Regions from separate parts of the Gossypium hirsutum genome. Here all the other regions are linked to region 1. A link is a contact called in public Hi-C data. All regions are on one chromosome and are shown on one strand. Each heading gives the region's core, a stretch centred on a gene start, on an enhancer-like site or on the middle of the called end of the contact. The rest is flanking DNA. Distances are from core to core; before and after follow the strand shown.

Region 1 (3,564 bases), core at 12-2,511:
TTCTGTTAACCATTTAACAAAGAGTTGTCAAAACAGAAATACGGTACTAGTTGGGTGATGAATTGTATAGTTTACCCGTAAAATTAAGGGTTTAAATGGATAAAATTCTTAGACTAGAGACTTATGTGACTAATAATTAAGTATGAGGGTTTGCTTAAACATTATGTAGTAATTTGTGGACTTTTTTAGTGCATTAATCTTATTTTAATTTACAGAACTAAACCAATAAAAGAAATCAAAATTCTCTTTAAGAAATTTCATCAAAAATAATATTGAATTTTTTTATAACTTTTGTTTAGATTTTTTATGACTTTTTAAAATAATTTTTAAATTTTGAAAGAGCTTAATTGATTTTTTTAGATTTGTTATCTTTGTCCTAATTTCACAATTTTTTAATTTACTTCAAATAAAAGAGTATGAGTCAAATTAAATAAATCTATAAAATTTGAGGACTAAATTTATTACTATATCTTATATATAAACACAAAAATAAATATTTAATAGTGAAATTTTAATGAAATGATTATTTTATTCATTCATTTAAGATATAGAAATTATTTTTTAATAAAATGCAAACCAAAATATAGTATAAGAGGTTTTGTCGTATTTTTAACCTTGATTTTCCTGTCCCGAAATATCTTCTTTGTTGGTGAATGAAGCCCATGTTATCGATATCGATCCACTAGCACATAATGCATTAATTAAATCCCGGTGAGGTATCCCAGAATATACGAAAACGATGAATCGAGTCCCTCCCCAATACCAAAGGTAGAACAGAAAGAAGATATTAAAAGCAAAAAGTCAAATCAACCTACAAAGCATCCCTTTCAAATGCATTCAATATTGCCCCATTGGAGCAAAAATATTTACTGATCAGAATTTATACCTATGAAAGTGTATATTTTTGTGTATCATACATTGGAGACGTCATTATAACATTCAAAATATATAAAAGAAACTAATAAAATTTTAAAGAACATAAATGTTTTTTAAAATAATAATTTTGATACTTAAATGAGTTAATTAATTATTCAAGTTTAACATAGTAAAGTGTATATATATATTTTAAAAATGTTTAGATCTATATAATTTTAAATTTATGTGCTCTAAAATAGAATTAATTATATTGTAATTAGATTATAAAATAGATTGATTAGTGAGGAAGAAAATTTCGCTGCCCTACTGTGTAAGATTTTAAATCCACATTTGTGAAAATTTTATTCTCTTTTGACTAAAAAAATTGACTGGTCTGCTGTGTTGATTTTTCTAATTAACGGAGGCGGCATGCTCTATATATTAGCCATCGAATTTCACTTTGAACATAACTAGTTCCAACAGGTCCCATTCTACTTTATCCCTATTGTTTGCAGCCACAGTTTTGTTATCTTGCTAAAGGCACTTCGATTTTTGGTTACCAATTTCCACATAAAAAGCTTAATTCTATTAATCAACATCTTTGAGACCAAACTACACGGCAATGGCTTTCCCTGTCGTCAATTCACCATCATCAAACCCCGTCATTCTTCCCAGTTCCTGCATTCCAACTTCATGCCTTCCCAAAACATCACCACTTTTCATATTCAAGAAGAAAAAGCCTTTCTCCAAAAAACTAGTGTCATGCAAAGCCAGCAATGGGAACCAAAACAATGAAGGCTCTTCATCTCTCAATAGCTTCGATAGAAGGGATATTCTTCTTGGCCTAGGAACTCTGTATGGTGCAACCAACCTTGTGAGTGACCCATTTGCATTGGCAGCCCCAATAGCCGCCCCTGACCTCTCGCTTTGTGAGAATTCAACCGTAACATCTTCAAGTTCAGGAACCAGCATAAGTGTCCCTTGCTGCCCACCAAAAACAACAAATATTCTAGATTTCAAACCACCTCGGTTTTCCACGATACGGTTAAGGCCGGCAGCACATTTAGTTGATGCTAACTACTTGGAGAAATTTACAAAGGCCATGGAGCTGATGAAAGCTCTCCCTGATGATGATCCTCGTAGTTTCAAGCAACAGGCCAATGTTCATTGTGCCTATTGCAATGGAGCTTACGATCAAGTGGGGTTTCCGGATCAACAACTTCAAGTTCACTTCTCATGGCTTTTTTTCCCATTCCATAGGCTATATCTCTATTTCTACGAGAGGATTTTGGGGAAGCTGATTGGTGATCCAAATTTCGCGATGCCATTTTGGAACTGGGATTCTCCCCCAGGAATGGCTATCCCTAAAATATATGTAGACCCTAACTCTCCACTCTATGATGAAAAGCGCAACGTGAACCACCAACCACCCAATATGCTCGATCTTGATTATGCTGGCACTGAGGAAGAATTATCAAAGAGAGATCAAATAAAAAGTAACCTCAGCGTGATGTACAGGCAAATGGTAACCTACAAGACCGCTTCTCTTTTCCTTGGAGCGGCGTACCGTGCCGGCGATGATCCCAGTCCAGGAATGGGTTCAATTGAGAACAATCCTCACACAGCCGTTCACCGGTGGGTTGGTGATAAGCGACAGCCATTTTCTGAAGACATGGGGAACTTCTACTCTGCGGGTAGAGACCCATTGTTCTACGCTCATCACTCCAATGTCGACCGATTGTGGAGCATTTGGAGGACATTACCAGGGAAGAAGCGAACTGATTTCACTGATACAGATTGGCTCGATTCCTCGTTTCTTTTCTACGATGAGAACGCAAATCTGGTTCGAGTCAAGGTTCGTGATAGCCTTAACATGAAGACTTTCGGGTATGATTACCAAAAAGTTAATATTCCATGGCTCAAAAACAAGCCAATTCCACGAAAGTCAGGTCGGGGTAAAAGTGGTGGTCAAGCAGTGGCGGCGGAAACAAAGAACACCACCCCTATCAGTATTGCCTTCCCTATAGCCTTAGACAAACTAGTGCGCGTTGAGGTTCCAAGGCCAAAGAAATCAAGGACTAAGCTCGAAAAGGAAGATGAAGAAGAAGTTTTGGTTCTACAAAACATTCAACTAGACCGAGATGCAGCAGTGAAGTTCGATGTGTACATTAATGATGAAGACGACGAGACACCGACTGAACCGGAAGATTCAGAGTTCGCTGGGAGCTTTACGAATCTACCGCATAACCATCACAAGACTGGGATGAAGCTTAACACTAATTTAACATTGCCATTAACAGATTTGTTGGAGGATTTGAATGTTGAAGGTGATGAGAGTATTTTGGTGACTTTGGTGCCTAAAGAAGGAAAGGGTCTGGTTTCTATTGGTAACATTAAGATCGACTACATCCGAGATTAATGATCAGTTAATTGACCGACTCTTCGGTCGCTTGCTGAAACATTTTGCTTCGTCAATTTGTGTCCCCTGTTTTATGCATCAGTCTTTTTAGTTATAAATAAGGCCACTGCGTCTATGACTATAGAATCCTTTGTATGGTGTACATGTTCTTGCCATGGAAACCTCTTCCTTGGATTTGATGTTTGGGATGATGGATACAGTCTTTAATTATTAAACCAATAAATAAACGTTGATTTAATTTTCCAAAAAAAATTTAAAAAAACTTTAATTTAAGTTAAATAATTTTATAC
Region 2 (3,347 bases), core at 268-2,767, 610 kb before region 1:
ATATGATTTTTAAAGCGACTATTACGCAGATTGGCAGTGTCTGGAAAATTTTTAAAAGTCTGTTAACACCTCGTGTTCGACTCCGGTGACGGTCTCGGGTTCGGGGTGTTACAAGTCCCTACTTGTTTCTAATGCTTAAATTGGGCCTCGGGGGGTCCATTCAAGGGACGATATGATTAGTTTTGGATATGAATAGTAAATGATATGAATTATCTATATTTGTTCTGTAAACTACGATAATGCTCTGTAACCCTATTCCGATGACAGTTATGGGTTAGGGTTGTTAAAAAATAACTCTCAGATTCTAGGTTTAGGGTTTAAGGTCTCGAGTATAGGATCTAGGGCCTCAAGTGTAGAGTTTTCACATTTCTTTATAATTAATTATTATTTAATTATATTTTTTTGAATAATCTCATTATAAGTTTTGATCAAATCTGCTTTTTTTGACACAATACCTAGAACTACCTATAGCCCCTATGCGACCCATAAATAGTAGGATAATGCGCACTTAAACCCACGTTCTCCTATATTGGCAACAGTTTTTGTGCCAGTTAAGCTAAGACTCAATCGTCTATTATTTAATTATGTTTAAACAAAGCTATTAGTATTTATTTATGGATCTTCCACTATTTTTTGTTTTATTTAATAATTGGGTGTTAAGTTATTATTCACCAATAGTGTATGAGACTTATGTACAAGCAGTGTATCAAATATTCCCCTAAAAAATATTTTTGTGAAATTATATTCATAAATAAAATTTTTAGTAAATAGTTTTCAGGAAAAATCATTAATTTGAATTGCGAGGATTATAGACGTAATAAAATGAAAGTGTACATGCTTTTAACATTCATGCAAGAGTTGAACTAACAGAAATGAAGTAATTTCATTTGATGGATTCAAATTAACTAAATTCTAAGAACCAAGAGAGAGCAAAATCGATTAAAGGGGATGTCAAGAGTAGTAAAAAGGATGTGACAAGAAACGCTTGGAAAGTGGGAGATTTATTTTATTTTTTTTAAAAGGTTATTCATGATTCATGCATTATTTTTATAATTGTTGTTTTGAATCAAATAAATGTTTTTATATTGTGATACAGCAAATAGAAATTCATGATTCATTCTCGATTCTGAATCACTTTCCAACTGCTTCCTAATATGGGACAACATGATTTATTGATTTAAACATTACGATATCACACCCCCTCCCCCTCAAAAAATAAAAATAAAAATAAAAAATTCATGGTATTAGGTCAAAATTTTGGTCCCCTCACGGCTACGTGTTGAACTTCCTTGTTCATGATTTAACATGGCTGTTGATGGGTCGCTGTTCAATCATGCTTCAGCAGCTTTGTTTTCTTTTCAAAAACTATTATTTTCCCCTCTTTTCCGATGAAAATTTAAGTGAATTCAATTCTCAAAAAAATTTGGACCAACCTTCGAACACCACCATAGTCGTGCTCAAACCATGATTTCACCATCAATTGCCATAGTGGTCCAGCAATGGAGGCTCTCATCACCTATGGCGTTTCCACACATGCTGAAATTTCAAGGATCGTTGTATTTTAATGTGCAAATACAAGGATAGTTATATATCTATATATATTAGATACTTTATCCCACGCATATGTGTGAAAATTACGTATTTAGAATATAAATTTGTGAAGGTACATTAAATAAAAAGATTAAAGTAACTCTCAAATAATATAAATTCATGTTAAATGTGAAGTAACATTAAAGTAATTTCTCTAACTAGGCCGAGATTCAGTTGATGGATGACATATTAAAATAAATTGTACACATTAAAATAAATAGTATAGATATATAATTGATGGAGATAATAAATTGTGCACATTAAAATAAAAATATATAAAAAATAATAAAATTAAACTTTGGTTGAGTGGTAAATTTAAGATTTTGCTAACTCAATTGGCATGAGTTCAAATCCCATTATATGCATAATTTTATTGTATTTTTTTTTTAAAATAAAAGACTAAAGGAACTCTCAAATAATATAATTTATTTAAATATGAAGGGACATTAAATAGTTTTCCTAACTAAGTTAGGACCCAATTGATGAGTGACACCTACTCAGTAAACAACTTTATAAATAGTATAGATATACAAATGATAGAAGCAATAAATTACAAAAGAATATTTCTATAATTTTCCTAACCGCGCTAGAGCATAATTGACTTGTGATAACAACTCAGTAAAGGGCTTTGTAAATAGTATAGATATTATAAAAACTCAATAACAACACTTAAAAAAGTATATTGAAAAAAAAATCATATATGATGGAATTTTTGTTATGTGTTTAAAGAGTGTACATGGAATATTAAAAAAAGTGTACACAATAATTTCCATTTTTTATCATTATGATATTGGAGAGGGAAAAGATGACAAAGTTTATGTAACACACCAAACCCAATCCTTAAGGAGGATCCATGAATGATGCATCACTGCCTTAAAATCATTATCTTTAAAACTATATCGGCTCAAATCAATTTAAGCTATAGTTTAAATTAGTATAAAAATATAAAGTATTTATCATTCAAGAATAAATAAGATAGTACCCTTTGAAAACCACAATATTTCACTAAAATTTCATTTGAAACATAGGTTCATGATCATGAGTTTAGATACAAAATACATTCTTCAAAATGTGAATGTCTTGACACCACCACCATGTCATGCATAATACAAAATATAATAAGTCGTAGACGACGATAGTCCCCTAGCATTGTTTTCAGAGATTCCTTTATTTCGTCAGAATACCTGAGAAGGAACGTTAACTAAGTAAGTTCAAAGAACTTAGTGAGTTCCAAAGGAAAAACATTACAATAGTCACATAAAATGCAAGTTAAACTTTTCAACTCTGCATAGTCACACAGTTGGCCAATTGGCGAATACCAAATATAGACAGACTATACGTCAAACACTATTCCTTTAGCCTGTACTATATGCCCATGCAATCATACAAACTACCTTCTTTGTGTTAGCCACAAACCCTAGTCCATATGTAGAGTCATACCATTCGTTCATTCATTTTTCTTTGCCATGATTTATCAATCTAGTTTGCAAAAATATTTGCCCTACCAAAGGTTATACGAGCATTTTCATGTATTGAGATCTATTAGTTTAATGCTCATTTCATTGAAGACAACGCCATGAATTCATTTCCATGTTTCAGATCACATTATTCATTTTAGAAACAAAAGGTAGTGGTTTAAACACGAAGAAAGATCCTTACATCTTTAACACGAACATATAAAATCAGACTAATAACAACAAACATGCATTATTCTGGCACAAATATTTCATCTCCATAGAACATGTAAAATTAACTTA
Region 3 (3,521 bases), core at 142-2,641, 810 kb before region 1:
GTACAACATATCACGAGTGATTGCAAACACTTAATACAATAAGGAAATCAACCTTAGATGGTCCAAAGCGGCGGGCATAAATCAACAAAAGAATTGAACATCCACCAAACTAGAGGGGACGGTGACAAAACCAACCCTAAAATTACTCGCAAAAATAAGACTACATGCATAAGCAAGACTAAAAAGCATTCTATAAGAATAGATAAAAACTTCTAAAAGTGAAAACTTATTAAATAATGGAAAAACAAACAAAAAAACAAAAACTTAAGATAACACGAGTCCAAACCGACTCATGAAATCATTTATCATTCTGAAATTCTCAAAATAGAAACAGATTAAGAAGTCAACGAAGAGCTACTCATTTTCTAAAAGAAATTGTCGGTGGTCGATAGTGTTTCAACTATTATAAGCACTGTTATCTATCCATCACAACTTGTAAAGACAACAAAGATACCCACAAAATAGAACTGCAAGCTGAAAAGAGAGAAGACGCATGGAGTGAATGTAAAGGAGAAAGAAAAAGAGGGTTGATGGGCAAGAGAAAAAGGTGGGCGATAACTAGCTCGGAGGCTAACACTGCCGCTAGGCAAAAACAAAAAGAAACAAATGATTTGGAGAAAAAAAATAAGGTTTCCCAAACTCTACTTTATATATATTATAGATAAAAAATTAAAATTAATAGATAATGAAATGTGCTTGTGTTATGAACTTGGACTTTAGTTGAGCTAGCCTCGTGGCGTTAATATTCAAGAGTTTTGAATAAATTTTTTCAATTGCATTGATAATTCAAGTTATGAATGATTCAAAGAATGCTTTTATTTATAGTGGAGCTCATCTTACATCAAAAGTACAAAGTAAATTATGTCAATGGTTTACATTTAAACCTATCTATAATTAAGGGCAGATTTAAGGAATAGGCAGAGTGAATTTGGTCCCCAAAAATGAAAATAATGTAATATGGTACCTTTATGAACAATGAAAATTTAAGTTAATATATAGTTAAAATTACATTTTAGTCTAAAAAAAAATTTGTTCAATCCATTTAAAAATGATGAAATTAAAAATTAATAAATAATAAAATTATATTTTAACTTATTAAAAATTTATAATTTAATTCCTATTTCCCGTTGATATAAAGTGATAAAAAAGTTGAACTCTATTACTCATAAAATATAAATTATTGGAGTGTTTGTTGAAGAGTTTGATTTCTTTCTTTTTAAATAGCGGCCCAACCGGGCCTAGGAAAATCTGGAACTTATATTTCGGTAAATACAAAGGTCCATTAAAAATTAGGCGGAATAAAATAGACAACTTCAAAGCCCAACTTCTCTCAAGTCCGACCATAACTATATAAAGGCCCAGCTTTTGTCACGTGCGATTATATCCACACGTGGGTATCCCTCGCTATATTTAGGCCTCCCTTTCATCTTCCCCATTTCCCACTCGCTCTCGAAATCAAAACCCTTGCCAATCCATTCCTCGGATTAAACAAAGAGAGATGACCGCTGAGATACTCCCCAACCAGAACGGCTCCGTCGTTTACAACGGAGATCTGAATAAGTCTAACTCTAACCCTAACCCCATCTCCAACCCTTCCGCCGCCTCCAAGAAGTCCCGCGAGAGCGAACGACGTCGTAGAAGGCGCAAGCAGAAGAAGAATAAGAGTAAGAATACCTCCCACCAAGAAAATGACGCCGCAGACGGTCCCGTTTCCGAAGCCGGTGACAGCGACGCTGCCGAAGATGAAAAGAAGAATTCCTATCAGCAGCAGGTATCCAGCTATTTTTCCTTCCCTTCTTTTTTGTTTTGAGGTTTCTATGTTTTTAGTGAATCGATTGTTTCGTCTGGTTTTTGCATGTCTTTGTGCATAATACAAGTTCTATAGTGACTTAAGAATTTTCGATTTTCTTTAGATGGAATAGAATTGAGTTTTTATTTTGGGTTTAACTGTAGTTTGAAAATTTTCTTATGGCTATTTTGTTATTGTTGTTTTCTTAAATTCAGCATATTTCACTCTAATCTTACATAATGTAAGTTGCATTTGTTTATAAGTAAACTAAGCATTTTCTTTTGTTTGACACTGTAGGTAATGGAAGAAGTTCAGGTAGAGTACGTTCCTGAAAAAGCTGAGTTAGATGATGGCATTGATGAGGAATTTAGGAAGGTTTTTGAAAAATTCAGCTTCTGGGAAGCTGCTGGTTCTGAGGTGAAATGAAATTCAGTTTTATATGATCAATTAATTTTCGAATTTCCTTGTTAGTTCTCTAAAGAAACTTGTAATTCTATTTGTACAGGAGACTGACAAGAAGGACGAGTCTCCCCAAGATGCTGATGCAAAGAAGGGGGCTGATTCTGATTCAGGAGAGGAGGAGCAGGATAATCAACAGAAAGAGAAAGGTGGCTTATCAAATAAGAAGAAGAAGGTTTTTGGTTTCTCCTTATATTTTCTGAGATTATTTGTGTTATTATATGTAGTTCATTTTGATGAGACTGAAACTGAAAATACTTGTTTTGATATTGTTGACAGCTGCAAAGGCGGATGAAAATTGCTGAGTTAAAACAGATTTGCTCAAGGCCTGATGTTGTAGAAGTATGTTTCTCTTACTGTTTATTTGATGTTTGCTTCTTTTCTTGTTCCTCTCTTGTTTGTTTTTAAACCAGTGTTAAAACAAATTTATATTCCAATGTTGAATCAGAGCACATTTGCTATGAATTTTTTATTTTTATTTTTTGAAATGAAGTTTTTTTCCCATGGCTATTAAGGGATCTTATTTTTCTAATCTTTTGTTATGAATTTTTTCATGAAATACTGTTGGAATATTGCGACTCAAATGGAGAATAATGTTCACTTCTGTTTTTATAACTCAATAGCTCATAATAGATATGATTATTTTGTCAGGTTTGGGATGCAACTGCTGCTGATCCCAAGTTGCTGGTGTTTTTGAAGGCATATCGAAACACTGTTCCTGTGCCAAGGCACTGGTCTCAGAAAAGGAAATATTTGCAGGTTAGTAATTCTTGCATCCATGACGATTAATATGGGTCAAATATGTGTTCATGGTTCATAGGCATAATCTTTAGTGAGTGATATAGGAAGACGGTGAGGGAAGATCAAGTCGATAAGGCTTCTCTTATATGCATATATGTGCTTCTTGCAGGGGAACAGCTGAGACAACCCTGGAGCCTGGACTTATAGGTGTTTTGCAGAAAGGACTCTTGATTGATTTCTCTTATATTATGACTGCTTTTTTGGTTGGGATATAGATATTTAATAAGGTCTCTGGTAGTAGCATAACTTGCATGCTAGATGGTGGGGGGTATTTGTTCATTGTTAAGGTGCTAATTAATCTGTTTTGGATTTTCAGATGCCTTTCCATTTGTGCTAAATGCTCGGGCTAGATCCATCTAAGATTTATTTATTTTAAGTGATTTGAGTTGGATACAGAAGCTTCCTAGCTGTTATTGTTAATAATTGTTATTATTTGGGTTTGTTAACTTCTGTAACTCATCGCCTTGTGGAT
Region 4 (3,199 bases), core at 65-2,564, 540 kb before region 1:
CAAGAATCATTTTTTTAAGTCGGTTTAAGGACCCGAGTTGGTTCCGAGTGATTTCTAATGAATGTTTGAGGCCTCGTAGGTCCGTATTAAGAAGATTAATCAAGGTTCGAAAAAGTTTAAATTTGATCACGTCTTGATGACTCAGAAATGATCGTGTGCTTGTGTTAAAGTTTAGTAATGCCTCGTACGCCGTCCCGGGGTAGGGCACGGGTGTGGAGTGTTATAGGTTGCATAGTTATCAAGTGGATTTTTTTTAAATTTTAAAATATCAGACTAATAAATTTAAAAAATTATTTTAATTATGTTAATAATTTAACTTAAAATTTTAAATTTAAAAGATTAAATTTCAAAAAATTAAAATAGAAAAAATAAATTATTGTGAAGAGAATAACAACCTAAAGCATATTTTAACATAACTATCATCTTTCAAAAATAGTAATATGAGCCAAGATTTGGTTGAAGTATTAATTAAAACTTTAATCCAACACTCAAATAACATGAATTCAAACCTTGTAATCACTTACCTCTACCAATATTATAACGATAAAAAAAACTAAATTACACCCTAAATCTGATTCGCTCGGGGTTCATGTGCGGAACAGAAATGAAGTGAATTATTGACTTTAGATTTCTTTGCTTCTTCTGCCATTTTAGAGAAAAGAGACAAGTCAATTTCATGGATGGTGGTGACTGCTAATTTGACACCAAATGGGCCCTAATTAACTAGCTACAAACCATATATATTTATTCATACTATAAATATAGCAATAGCTTCAAATTTCTACGGATGGATGGTACTGGCTACTCTTTTTATTAGAAGGGGTATCATTATAACCATATTGATTATAAACTATACAAGACAAGATGATTCTTACATTTAACTCTCAAATTTTCATAATTTCAATTTTATCATGGCATGGGCTACTCTTGAATCTTTGATGGCAATAATTTTACCAATTTAGCTATAAGAATATTATGGAAGAGTAGATTATATTTTATTTATTTTACTTTAAAAATAAGTAAATTAATCCCTTTGTATTATATTAAAAAAGAAATAGACTATTTTTATTAAAAATTTCATTCTTTTTAATTGTTAACAATTGATGTTAATGATGAAATAATTAAATATTTTTATCACCGTGTATTATTTGTTTCTCATACTAACATAAAATGATTATTTTTTAATAATAAAAATAGATAAAAAAATTTAAAAAATATTAATTTTCTCATATAAAAATTAATTAATTTATTTTTAAATGAAAACACAAAATAGACTGAACCTCGAGGCGATATATCATTTTCATAGATATGGTGGAGCCAACGCGTGCATGCAAGTGGTTAACTAAGTTACAGTTCCTTAATACTTAATATAGTACAACATGAAACTCTTTACCCTTCTCTTTACAGATCATTCAATCACTCCACTGTCAACGGTCCACCAAATCCCACGTGTCACCAACCGCCACCATCACCTTCACCCCTAAGCAACTCTCTTTCTCCATTTCCTTTTGCTCTATAAAGTTCTTTTGCACCATCACATTACACCACACAACAAACAAATTTCATTAATTTTGATTCTCTTTTTTACCTTACTAACTCATACTACAATATTAAATATTATTATTATTCCCTTTGTATAATATGAACGATGGAGAGGGCGCTCAAAGACTGCTCATTTCTCATCACCTTCTTCCGATTATCTGATCCCTTCTTTCACTTCCATTCAAAAGCTTGAAATTTTTATGGTTTTGAAAGAGCTTCTGAAGTTGACACACACACACACACATATATAGAGATAGAGAGAGAGAAAAGGATGGGATTGAGTTGTAAACAGGTTTCCAGTGATGAGGTTGAGTGGATCCAGGGCCAGTCTTTGTTGCAGGCTCCAACTATGGAGCGTCCAAAAGCTTCATCAATGAAAAGGCGACATCATCAAGAAAACCAGCTGCAGCAATCGGAACCGCCATTGAAGTGTCCAAGGTGTGATTCTTCCAACACAAAGTTCTGTTATTATAACAACTATAACAAGTCACAACCTAGGTATTTTTGCAAGACCTGTAAAAGACATTGGACTAAAGGCGGTAATCTTCGCAATGTTCCCGTTGGTGGAGGCCGTAAAAACAAGCGGCATCAGACATCCGCCGCCGCTTCTGCCAGTAAAACAACCACTACTACCATCAAAAGCTCCACCTCTTCCGCTATTCAACCGCATCAGCTTCCGCCTGCCGATCAAAAGTACATACCGAACATCAAATTTCAGTCATCGTTGCAGCAAAATTCTGTAAATTGCAGAAACTCGGAGAGAGAAATTTTCAGCACAAACAATGGCGTCTGCTTGGATTCTACCATGTCTCAAGGCTTACAGACTCCATTTCCTTTGCCGTTTCCATTTTCAAGTTCAAGCTCATATTCTTTGGAAACATCCCCATCTTCAATATCAGCCTCGTTTCAGTCTTCGAGTCTCTACAACCATAGTGGAGAAACGAGGGGGGATCCAACAGGTTCACAGACCTGGCAAGAACCTATTACCAGCAATGGCATTGAAATGGCAAACTACTGGAATTGGGATGATATTGATGCACTTGTCTCTACTGATCTCAACATTCCATGGGATGACTCTGAGATCAAACCATGGAAAGATCTTTAAACCATGCATATATATTAATTATACATGTTGTCCGGTTCAATTTTTTTTCTCTCTTAAATATATTTGTTACTCTAAGAATTCCTTTTTTTTGGGGGGGGGGTAATTTTCCCCTTTCTGAGATTGATTAATTAACTAGAAATTGCCCCGGAAATGTTGAGAGATTTTTTTCCTTCTATTTTTCAATATTTTGTTGTCATTTTTAATCTGAATATTAGTAACAAGAAAAAAAAACACTTAGATCAGACAGCTTATTAAAGAAACATCAAGAACCAAAAATGGAAAAAGAAAAACTAAAATCTATGGTTATATATTAATTGTTAACTTCATAGAATGCTATGTTTTGTTTTTGTTTTTTTTTAGTGTTATTTTTTTGTTGGTTTTTAAGGTTAAATGAATGAATTTATCTACTTTTAACTAATTTTTATTTTTTAATATTATCTAAAGACACATGCTATGTCTTACTTCTACTTGTCGAATTTTTTAATTCCACTTACCGGGAAACAATAATTTTTCTTTATTTTAAATACTATAGTCTATCACCTAAGGTTTAAC

Evidence for each region. A called contact is a pair of places that touch in the nucleus more often than the background predicts.
Region 2: a contact with region 1 is called in a Hi-C map of leaf, with 4 times the contacts expected there. The contact joins the enhancer-like site here to the promoter of LOC107886301 in region 1. A contact is called at or near these places in 2 of 34 Hi-C or Micro-C datasets (both in leaf).
Region 3: a Hi-C map of leaf shows a contact between it and region 1, with 2.4 times the contacts expected there. The contact joins the promoter of LOC107962985 here to the promoter of LOC107886301 in region 1. A contact is called at or near these places in 4 of 34 Hi-C or Micro-C datasets (leaf and petal).
Region 4: a contact with region 1 is called in a Hi-C map of leaf, with 3 times the contacts expected there. The contact joins the promoter of LOC107962984 here to the promoter of LOC107886301 in region 1. A contact is called at or near these places in 2 of 34 Hi-C or Micro-C datasets (both in leaf).

What each region holds. Positions count from the first base shown.
Region 1 is chrA06:89,685,994-89,689,557 of Gossypium_hirsutum_v2.1, reverse strand. LOC107886301 (polyphenol oxidase, chloroplastic-like) reads left to right here and starts at 1,261. Exons shown (of 1, transcript NM_001326725.2): 1 at 1,261-3,326. The coding sequence starts at 1,478. The coding sequence ends at 3,274.
Region 2 is chrA06:90,295,496-90,298,842 of Gossypium_hirsutum_v2.1, reverse strand. No RefSeq gene overlaps it. Among protein-coding and RNA genes, the nearest start is that of LOC107962984, 70 kb to the right of the region's middle. Within about 2 kb of position 1,517, at least 1 of the 9 cell types and tissues checked has an H3K27ac peak or open chromatin away from gene starts, as enhancers often do. A contact at or near this core is called in leaf, where this site is marked.
Region 3 is chrA06:90,498,401-90,501,921 of Gossypium_hirsutum_v2.1, reverse strand. LOC107962985 (splicing factor 3B subunit 2) reads left to right here and starts at 1,391. Exons shown (of 18, transcript XM_016899590.2): 1 at 1,391-1,771; 2 at 2,087-2,206; 3 at 2,295-2,423; 4 at 2,528-2,590; 5 at 2,900-3,007. The coding sequence starts at 1,499.
Region 4 is chrA06:90,225,608-90,228,806 of Gossypium_hirsutum_v2.1, reverse strand. It overlaps LOC107962984 (dof zinc finger protein DOF1.4), which reads left to right and starts at 1,314. Exons shown (of 1, transcript XM_016899588.2): 1 at 1,314-2,830. The coding sequence starts at 1,814. The coding sequence ends at 2,647.